Linked DNA regions of Mus musculus: region 2 is linked to region 1. Evidence: chromatin contacts called from public HiChIP or PLAC-seq data. All regions are on one chromosome and are shown on one strand. Each heading gives the region's core, a stretch centred on a gene start, on an enhancer-like site or on the middle of the called end of the contact. The rest is flanking DNA. Distances are from core to core; before and after follow the strand shown.

The links. HiChIP or PLAC-seq counts read pairs in DNA pulled down with a chosen protein or histone mark.
Region 2: an H3K27ac HiChIP or PLAC-seq map of embryonic stem cells shows a contact between it and region 1, with 4 times the contacts expected there. The contact joins two enhancer-like sites. A contact is called at or near these places in 1 of 39 promoter capture datasets (embryonic stem cells), 26 of 484 Hi-C or Micro-C datasets (the G1E-ER4 cell line, embryonic stem cells, erythroblasts and 5 more), 4 of 115 datasets of contacts at active chromatin or transcription factors (embryonic stem cells and extraembryonic endoderm stem cells) and 1 of 9 other capture datasets (embryonic stem cells).

What each region holds. Positions count from the first base shown.
Region 1 is chr7:79,677,624-79,682,799 of GRCm38.p6, reverse strand. It overlaps Ticrr (TOPBP1-interacting checkpoint and replication regulator), which reads right to left. Exons shown (of 22, transcript NM_029835.1): 8 at 3,634-3,785; 9 at 1,792-1,892; 10 at 897-990; 11 at 731-810; 12 at 324-551. Among named protein-coding and RNA genes, the nearest start is that of Ticrr, 20 kb to the right of the region's middle. Within about 2 kb of position 2,374, at least 3 of the 459 cell types and tissues checked have an H3K27ac peak or open chromatin away from gene starts, as enhancers often do. A contact at or near this core is called in embryonic stem cells and induced pluripotent stem cells, where this site is marked.
Region 2 is chr7:80,316,975-80,322,150 of GRCm38.p6, reverse strand. It overlaps Rccd1 (RCC1 domain containing 1), which reads left to right. Exons shown (of 9, transcript NM_173445.4): 2 at 808-874; 3 at 970-1,289; 4 at 1,453-1,849; 5 at 1,938-2,059; 6 at 2,810-2,905; 7 at 3,125-3,292; 8 at 4,669-4,698; 9 at 5,101-5,176. The coding sequence starts at 1,121. Among named protein-coding and RNA genes, the nearest start is that of Rccd1, 4.9 kb to the left of the region's middle. Within about 2 kb of position 2,125, at least 24 of the 459 cell types and tissues checked have an H3K27ac peak or open chromatin away from gene starts, as enhancers often do. A contact at or near this core is called in embryonic stem cells and induced pluripotent stem cells, where this site is marked.

The sequences.
Region 1 (5,176 bases), core at 1,125-3,624:
AGCTAATAGCAATAAAAGGCAGCAAGGGAAATGTTCTAAGTAACTGAAACCATAATCTTATCTCAGGAGTTCCTAGTTCTTAGACAACCCTTATAGACAGTAAAGAGTTTTATAAACCAAAGTAAATACCACATATTCCTGGAGGAAAAACTATACAGTGAATGATGCAACTTGGAGGGAACTCCAGAGAGTTTTGCTTGATTCTGATCTAAGGGCAACTGCCAACTTAGTACATGAGATGGGCAAAGGCAAGCCTGTCTTCACACTTGCCACCCTGAACTTAACCACAGTGCAGGTGATTGCTCCGAAGCCTCACCCCTTACCTTCTCTTCTTGGCTGATCTGGTCCGAAGCTCCTCCAGCTGCTCAGACTCAGTAATGGCCGACACTGATCTGTGAGTACTTGATGAGGGAGGTGGTGACATGCTCTCTTGAGACATAGAATCATCACTGAAAAACCCTGTAGGAAGGACTCCAGCCAGCTTCTGAGGAATTTTTAACCCCAGGCTGTGGTAGAGTTGTCCAATTGTCCCGGGGATGGAGCCAATATACCTGTGGAATGAATATATTGGTTAGACATAGAACTGAAGTTACCAGCATGAAAAAATACCCTTTTAACCTTATAATTCTAAGATAACACCATGTGTAGTGGTTGTTAAAAAAAAACAAAAACAAACAACAGCAACAACAACAAAATTTTTTTAAACTGAGCCAGTACTCATTGAACTTACAATCTCAAGATCTCCTCCAGAAACTCTGACAGGTACGCTGAGTCCTTAGTGAGACACACCAGACGCAGCAAATCTGTCACCTGAAAGAGATTGCAAAAAGTTGCCACAGGCTCTGCTGGGAAGCTGAGAGAATGAGAGCATGCTCGGGGTGGCAGCCATGGCTTACCTCCTCCACTATGCGCTCCACCTCATCTGGGCGGTCCAGGACTGAGGGGCACTGCTCACACATCTCCAGACGAAGAAATACCTGAAGCTGGCACCTGGAGGAAACAAAGTACCAGGTCACATCTCCTTTGCATGCTATTTAGTGAAACTCTTTCTTAGAGCAAAGAGCTATTGATTCATGTAGAAACAATGCCCAAGAACTGGAAATGTAGCTCAGGGCTAAAGCATATGCCTCACATATAGAAAGCCCTGGATTCAATCTCCAGTACTGAAAAAGAGAGGGAAAAAAATAAAAAATAAGCCGGGAAGTGGTGGCACACGCCTTTAATCCCAGCCCTCGGGAGGCAGAGGCAGGCGGATTTCTGAGTTTGAGGCCAGTCTGGTCTACAGAGTGAGTTCCAGGACAGCCAGGGCTATACAGAGAAACCCTGTCTTGAAAAACCAAAAGAAAGAAAGAAAGAAAGAAAGAAAGAAAGAAAGAAAGAAAGAAAGCAAGCAAGCAGGGCACAGGTAGGGGGAATGGGGATGCAGCTCAGTTGGTAAAGTGCTTGCCTAGAATGCCTGAGGCCCGCCAGCCCTGCTTTTAATTCCCACAACTAGATAAACTGGGAATGGTGAAAACACATCTAAATCTCAATATTTATGAGGTGGGAGTAGGAGATGGAATTCAAGGCCAGACTCAGTTAGAGAGCAAGTTTGAGGCCAGCTGGGCCCCATAATATAGTCTTTCTTAAAAAAAAAAAAAAAGGGAAGGAATCCAGGGTTTTCTCTAAAGACTGGTGCGAGTCTTAAGAAATCAGGCGAGTCCAACTGCCCCTCAGAACATCATAAAGATCATGACAAAGATAACCTCAGACCTGTTTTAGAGTCCGGGTGAAAATAAAGTGGTTTCTTACTCTCCGACTTTGTCCTCTGTATCCATCTTTCCGGCTAGGTTCTGTCTAAGGGTCTTGCTGGTTTTTAAGAGGTTACTGTTCACATGACTCAGGCAGGCCACCTGCAATACAAAGTAATTATGAAGGAGAAAACTGTTGCCTACCTTTCCCTTTGATATCTTAAAGAGAATGTGGTCCTTTTTTTTTTTTTTTAATAGATACAGCAAGCTTTTAGATTTGAACTGTTAAAGGAAAGTTCCTTGGGCTGTACAGATGGCTCAATGGCTAGGGTTGAGAGCAGATCTTGCTCTTGCAGAGGATTGCTAGTGGGCATCAATGTTAGCCGGTTCACAACCACTTGTAATTCTAGCTCTTGAGGATCAGATACGCTCTCTGCAGTCTGCAAGTACTTCTCATGCACGTGTGCATGCATACATACATATATACATACACACACCACAAAGAAAGATCTTTTTTTTCCTTGAGACAGTCTCTCTCTCCCTCCCTCCCTCTCTCCCTCCCCCAGTCTCTCCCCCCCACCCCCCATCCTGGATGTCCTGGAACTTAACATGTAGACCAGGATGGCCTTGAACTCACAAAGACACGCCCCTCCCTCACCTCTGCCTCCAAGTGCAGGAATTAAAGGAGTATGCCACCACACCCTGCTACATACACTTACTTTTAAAAGAGAAGGTCCACACAAAGCTGTGATAATTGTAAACAGCTCTCCCACTATAGAGAAAGAGCCCTGCTTTTGCCATTAAATATGAATAAAGGCAATAAGGTATTCTAAAACTGTGGTTTTCAATAAGTTAGAGTTATGCAGGACATTTTTAAAACAAATATATGCCCAACTTCCAAAACAAAGAGACCTAGAGTTAGTCTGTCAGTATGGAAGGACCAGACACTAGCATTCGAAACAAAACAACAGGGGGCTGGAAAGATGGTTCAGTAGTTAAAAGCACTGACTATTCTTCCAGAGGCCGGAGTTCAATTCCCAGCAAAAACATGGTGGCTTACAACCATCTGTAATGGTATCCAATGCCCTCTTCCCATGTGTCTGAAGACAGCTACAGTGTACTCTTATAAAATAAAATAAATAAATCTTTTAAAAAACAAAACAGCAACAAGAAAAACCAACAGGGCTGGTGAGATGGCTCGGCAATTAAGAGCACTGTCTGCTCTTCCAGAAGACCCAGGTTTGATTCCCAGCACCCACATGGTAGTTAACAAATGTCTGTAACTCCAGTTCCAGGGAATTCAGTGCATATAATATGCAGACATAAATGCAGACAAAATACTTATATACACAAAAAATAAACAAACATAAATAATAAACAAAATCAACAACAACAAAGTCATTCTGAAGAGCAGCTAGGGTTAAAACCGCTAGTTTAATTCATATAAACACACAACACCAATTAGAGCAGTGTCATTGGACAGAAGTCCACTTGAATGTCTGGCTTCTGGTTTATCAGGTTCATATTCCAGAACCTGGAATTGTACCAATCCTCTACTCAGCACTTTTCTTTTTTTAACTATTCACATATCTTTATTTTATTTTACATGTATAGGTGTTTTGACTGCATGTACATCTGTGTACCTTTTGCATGCAGTGCCCAAAGAGGGCAGAAGAGGGCATCAGATTGCTTGAAACTGGTTACTAAAGATTTTGAGCCACCATGTAGCTGGGAGTTGATCCTGGGTCCTCTGGAAAGCAGTGCTTTTACAATGAGCCATCTCTCCAGCCTAGTCATCATTTTTCAATCATGTGCAGTGTACTGGAAATTCTTTAAGGATGTGCACTAAACCCACCAACCATCAAACACTACATTTATGGCAGTATTATCTAGACTTTCTTACTTCTAATTCCTTGATGTCCTTTGATTTTAGGAACATTTTAATGGTTGAGACCATATTTTGTGCACATGAATACAATGTGATTTCTTCCGTAGCCACAGCCTTTTGGTAGTTGTCATGTATGTAAGCCAGAAGCTCCTCCTCGGTTTTAAATTCTGTGGGGGTGAAAAAGAACATGTGGTTATCATATTCAGATCAACTCCATGTATCCTGTAAGGGGACAGAGACTTTTGTCTTCCAGGAGAAATCTATGTCTGGATGGCCGTGACTGACCCTAGAGCTTTCTAGCATGTAGTGTGTACATGTCAGGGATGACGTGAAATGTTCCACAGTGCCTAGCAGTAGACTGACTTTTAACAAAGAACAAAGGTGTGTGATACAATGAATAAAAGATGGACAAACAAACAAAACAGATCATGTGCTAGGATGACTGAACACCCAGATGGGAATGTTAGGTTCAGACACAGCCTGTATGCTCCAGAGGAATCCAAGTGAGTCAGTCACAGTATGAGAAGAAAAGGTCTCGGACTGCTACAAGATAACAAAGACACCTGGGTGATCTGGAGAAAGGGATAGGTGGGCAAGGCAGGACTCAGCCACATAGTAGGCTTGAGATTAGCCTGGGCTACACATGATTTTTTTATAAAACCCAAACATCCAACCAACTAAAAATAAAATAAATACTAATGTTCTACCAACATACTGACAAGAGTGTAAAAGGTAAACCATAGATTTATAGAAAATATTTACAAAGGACATCAGATAAAGGCCCATTATCCAAAATATACAGAGCCCCTTTAAACTTAGTAACAGGCTAGTAAGGGATCCACAGCTGAGGATAATCCACAGCTGGGGATAATCCACAGCTGTGCCAAGCCTAATGACCTGAGTTTGATCTCTAGGACCCACAAGGTGGACAGAGAGGATGAGCTCCCATGAGCTGTCCTCTGACCTCCATGTGACCTTCCATAACATGCACATGCATACATGAGCATATAAATACAAATTAAAATATTGTAAAAAAATATTTAAAACTCAACAATATGGCTCTGTTAAGCTATGGGGACCTGAGCTTCCAGCACCAGCATTTTAAAACGCCAGATGTGGTGGACCACACTTATACTCCCAATCCTGGGGGAATGTAGACAGGTGGACCCCTAGGGCTCGCTAGCTAGCCAGCCTACTCTCTCAGTAAGCTCCAGGTCAGTGAAAGATTCTACTGGGCTGGTAGCACATGCCTGTAATCCTAGTACTGGGGAGGTAGAGGCAGGAGGATCAGGAGTTCAAGGCCAGTTACATAGAGAGCTTGAAGATAGCCTGGACTATATGAGACCTTAGTTTAATAAAATTAATTAAGAATTTTTAAAAGGTGGATGGCGCCTAAAGAATAACAACTCAGGTTGTACTCTAGTATTCAATTCCCCAAATAATCTATTTCTCCTCTCCCTCCCCCTAGCTCATTTGATTTGTTTGTATATTTATTTACACGAGGTTTCTGCAAATTTATTACATAGATGCAATGTCACCAAAATTCTGATCCTCCTGC
Region 2 (5,176 bases), core at 876-3,375, 640 kb before region 1:
GAGTTTGAAGCCAGCCTGTTCTACATAGTGAGTTCCAGGACAGCAAGGGCTTGTGTAGAGAGACCCTGCCTCACATTAAAAGGGTGTGGGGAAGCTTAGTGGTGAAGGGCACTGCTGTTCTTGCGGAAGACCTGGGTTCAGGTCTAGCACCCACATGATGGCTCACACTCCAGTACCAGAGGGTCTGATGCCCTCTTCTGCCCTTTAGTAACACCAGACACAAACATGGTGCACAGACAGACATGCAGGAAAAACATCTCTACACATATTGTAAAATAAATCTTTTATTTTATTATTTTATTTTCTGTGCATGCTTTTTTGCCTGCATGTGTGTCTGTGTATGGGTGTAGGATGCCCTGGAACGGGACTTAGAGACAGCTGTGAGCTGCTTTGTGGGTGCTGGGAATTGAACCTGGGTCCTCTGGAAGAGCAGCCAATGTTCTTAACCACTGAGTCGTCTCTCCAGTCCAAAATAATAAATCCTTTTTTTTTTAACCACTTCTTTTTTTAAAACCATTTTAAAAAAAAAGCTATTTATTTGTTTTATGTGTTTGAGTACACTGTAACTGTCTTCAGACACCAGAAGAGGGCATTGGATCCCATTGCATATTGATTGTGAGCCACCATGTGGTTGCTGGGAATTGAACTCAGGACCTCTGGAAGAACAGTCAGTGCTCTTAACCGCTGAGATGTCTCTCCAGCCCCACCCCACCCCCCAACCCCAAATAATAAATCTTAAAAAAAATTTTTTTTCTTGCCTTGAATACAAGTTTGACTTAAAAGACACATACTTAATATTTCTTACAGCTGTACGCTGGATTTGAGCCAAAAGTAGAAGTGGTCAGCTGCAGACAGTTCAGCAGTCAAAAATCTGGTAGGACCTTTGGCCAAAGCTCTGCTCCGTGGACAGTAGTGGGATGGACTCCGTTTGCCCGGTGATTAGGATGGCATACTGTCTCTATTTTACAGGTAGTGCAACTTCAGCCCCCTGGAAGGCAGGATTTGCCAGCGTTCCTAAGGTGTCCTGTTTGCAAGAGTCTCCTTGGTTTGCAACCTTAATCTTGCATCCCTTAATCCACACCACAGCCAAGTGTCCACCCACAGAGGGCTCAACCTGGACATGGCCGAGAAACGGCACGGAGCCTGGTTCGGCTTTGGTTTCTGTGGCTTCGGGCAAGCGCTGGGTTCTGGGAACAGCCACCATTCAGTGTACAGTCCTGAACCACTGCATGCCAGTGATGATATTTGCCAAGTGAGCGCAGGCTGGAGCTACACTGCCCTGGTGACCCGTGAGTGCCCTCACAATCCCAACTCCAGACCTGTATCATGTATACCTGCCCAACCCTCCTAACATGCCAGTCCAGAAATACCCAACACCCGTACACCCTTACTCGGGCAGCCTCGAGCTTCCCAGGTCCATGGCATGCGTCCCTCCCAACTCTGCCCACACAGGTGGAGGCCGGGTGGAATTGTCAGGTTCTGTGAGCGGTGCAGCAGACGGCTGCAGGGACGTGTGGGCTTCGGAGGAACTCCTGGTGCTGCTACGCAACAAGGGCGGCTCCAGCACGGAAGTGCAGGCCTGGGTACCAGGTTCTGCGTTACAGGGGGAGCCCCTCTGGGTCCAGAACTTGGTTTCTGGGGCAAAGGGCCAAGGGGAAGATGAACCCAGCAGGGAGTCTAGGATGGGGACCCTGCCGTTGCTACCCTGCGCCCGTGCCTATGTGACCCCAGAACCACCCTTCTGCCAGCCTCTGGCCCCAGAGCTGCGGGTCCGCCAGCTGGAGCTGGGAGCTGAGCATGTGCTGCTGTTGTGCGCAGCTGGCCAGGTGTTCTCCTGGGGTGCGGGCAGGTGAGGACCGGCTGGTTGTGACGTGGCGGAGCTCAAGGAGAGGCTCTCTTGGATGGACCTGTAGCTGATTAGGGACGCCTTTGATCAGGCATGGACAGCTGGGCCACGGGACTCTGGAGGCAGAACTAGAGCCAAGACTGTTGGAGGCACTGCAGGGCCTGCGGATGGCTAAGGTGGCTGCAGGTGGCTGGCACTCTGTGTGTTTGAGTGGTGAGTGACTCGGGGCGGCTCCAAACAAGCTGGAGGGCTTGGCCCCGCCTTCCTCTTGCTCTGTTTTTGTGGGCGGTCTAGCCCAGGCCTCATTCCACGCTCAGTCCAGCTCAGTCATCCCTGAGTCTTCAGTGTTTCCAGATTTAGCCTGTTACTCCACCACCCTCTTACACCTCCACTCATCTGGTTACTGCCTGTCTTTGTTACTGAGCTCTTCACTACCCCCATCCATCTAAAATACTCCCGAAGGTCAGCACACTTCTGCAGGGGAAATGGTAAGAGACAGCTCAGCCAGGAAGAATGGAGAAGGCTGCCTATGCCCCGGTAGCCATGGTGGATGGCAGAGAGGTGTGCCTTGGTCCACAGTGTGTGGCCTAGGGCTTTTGTGTATTGGGTCCATCTTGGTGGGAAGGCTGAGACAAAAGAACTTCAGCCTGGAGTTAGCCAAAGAAAAGCTGGGCATGGTAGTTCGTGCCTGTAGTGCCAGGATTCAGGAAGGTTGGGGATTTTGAGGCCTGCCAGAGAGGTACATGGTAAGGTTTGGGAAAAGGGGAAGGGGAGAAGGGGTGTGTATGGGCAGGGATCTAAGACAGGGAAGCAGCGGGACTTGGTATGGGCATCCTTGATGGACGGGTGCTTTAGGGTACCCTTTACTCGCTCCTAGGAACAGGTAATGGGGATGTTTAGAGGAGGTGGGGTGGGTGAAAGGGTCCCACAGTGTGCTTCATGGATTCTCTTGGTCTCTTGCAGAAACGGGGGATATTTATATCTGGGGCTGGAATGAGTCAGGGCAGCTGGCCCTGCCCACAAGGAGTGGGACAGAGAACAAAGCAGAGAGAGAGGAAGGTAAGGTCCCCCTCTAGGATGTCCTTCCCTGCTCATTTACTGTGTGCTGGACACTGAGAATCATCCTGGGATTTTGGCCCTGCACAGCCTCTAGGACTGAGTGAGTAAGGCTTGGGCCCCAGCTCTGGAGCTAGAAAATGGTCTTTTATAGAGCTGGAAGTCAGTATGCGGACTGTTCACATGCCCCTGACTAGTAAACACACTGTAAGCCTTCTAAAGCCACAGAATTGAATGAAGATGGTCTCAAAGAGGAATTAGCTGTGGCTGATGCAGGAGCTCCTGCCCACTTCATAGCCATCCAGCCCTTCCCTGCTCTTCTGGATCTTCCCCTGGGCTCAGATGCAGTTATGGCCAGCTGCGGATCCCGACACACAGCTGTGGTGACACGTGAGTGGGGCTGGCGCAGGGTGGAGCAGCACTTAGCTGGGGACTGCAGCTTGCCATGCCTGCCCATTTTTAATTTTAGAAAGAGTCTCCATTTATACAGAATTATTTTGAAACTCCTGGACTGAAGCAGTTGTCAGGCTTTGGAGCAGCTGTGATTATAGACCCCATCATGTGCTGGGGATGAGTCCAGGGCCTCTACTGAGCTAAGCAAGCACATCACTACTATGTTTTCCTTCCTTCCTTCCTTTCTTTCTTGTTTTTGGGTTTTTTTTCTAGTCCGGGTTTCTTTGTACAGCCTTGGCTGTCCTAGAACTCACTCTGTAGACCAGGCTGGCCTGGAACTCAGAAATCTGCCTGTCTCTGCTTCCCAAGTGCTGGGATTAAAGGCGCGCACCACCACTGCCCAGCTTATTATTTTTTAAATCAACATGGAGGAACTATATATTTGATGGTTTGTTAAGGAAGCTGAATTTAGGGCTGGAGAGATGGCTCAGTGGTTAAGAGCTCCCGACTGCTCTTCCGAAGGTCCGGAGTTCAAATCCCAGCAACCACATGGTGGCTCACAACCATCTGCACAGCTACAGTGTACTCATATACATAAAAATTAATAAATCTTTTAAAAAATATATATATAATTAAAAAAAAAAAAGAAAAGTTTCATGCTGGGAAAGGTGGCACTCACCTCCAATACTAACCCTTGGAATGAGGCAGGAGACTGAAGCTTTGAGGTCTGAGAAACTGTACTGAGGTGTCTCAGCATTAGGAAGGGAGAGAACCATTGTAATAAAACAAAAAAGGGGGCTGGTGAGATGGCTCAGTGGTAAGAGCAATGACTGCTCTTTCAAAGGTCCTGTGTTCAAATCCCAGCAACCACATGGTGGCTCACAACCACCTGTAATGAGATCTGACTATATTTATAATAAATCAATCTTTGTGCCTGAGTGAGCAGGGCCAGCTGGAGTGAGGAGGTTGGATCAGAGCCAGCAGAGGTCCTAAATTCAATTCCCAACAACCAGATGGAGGCTCACAACTATCTGTACAGCTACAGTGTGTACTCATATACATAAAATAGTAAACAAATCTTTAAAAAACGAAAAAAAAAGGTTGACTCCACAGCTTTAGGCCAATATGTTCTTCTAAAAGGTGGTTGGTTAATCAGTTGTGGGCAGAAAACCTGTCCCACAGAGGGTGTGACTCCATGTATTGAGGCCAGTTGGTACCTAGAAAGTTCAGCTTTTTGATCCCTGGCATTTTACCAGCCCACATGTGATAGAGCATAATCCCAGCTTGCTGTCTGTGACTTGTGCCAGGCTGAGTGGTATCTTGCTGGGAGCAGAACAGTAGATGGCAGCTACTCACTGTCTCTTTGGTTGCAGGCACAGGAGAACTCTATACCTGGGGCTGGGGTAAGTAAAAAGTTTCCTGATCATTAAATCAAGGGGAAGGACCAGAGAAAATAGAACAGGTCATGACCAAGTTACACAAACTAGAGGGGCAGGGGTCGCAGCCTGAGCAATGGGAGGACTGAAAAAAAAACGCTCTCCCTTGGGTGGGAGAACAGATACACTTAGGAGGCCCAAGGGCAGACATGAGAGAAATAAGATGGCCAGGGTGAAGGAGCTGTTCTCATCTTGATGTAGGTAGCAGAGACTTCTCCGGGGACCCCACAGTTGGCTTGGGCTTAAGTTTTCAGAATCCACACAAGACCCATCAGGCTGTGTATAGCTCTCAAGGCAGTATGTGGGCTGGCATCTTTCTGAGGGGAAAGCAGCAAGGCCTAGAAGAGGAAGGGCTTCCTTTCATTCTAGGTAAATACGGACAGCTTGGCCACAAGGACAGCACCAGCTTGGATCGACCCTGCTGTGTGGAGTACTTTGTAGAAAG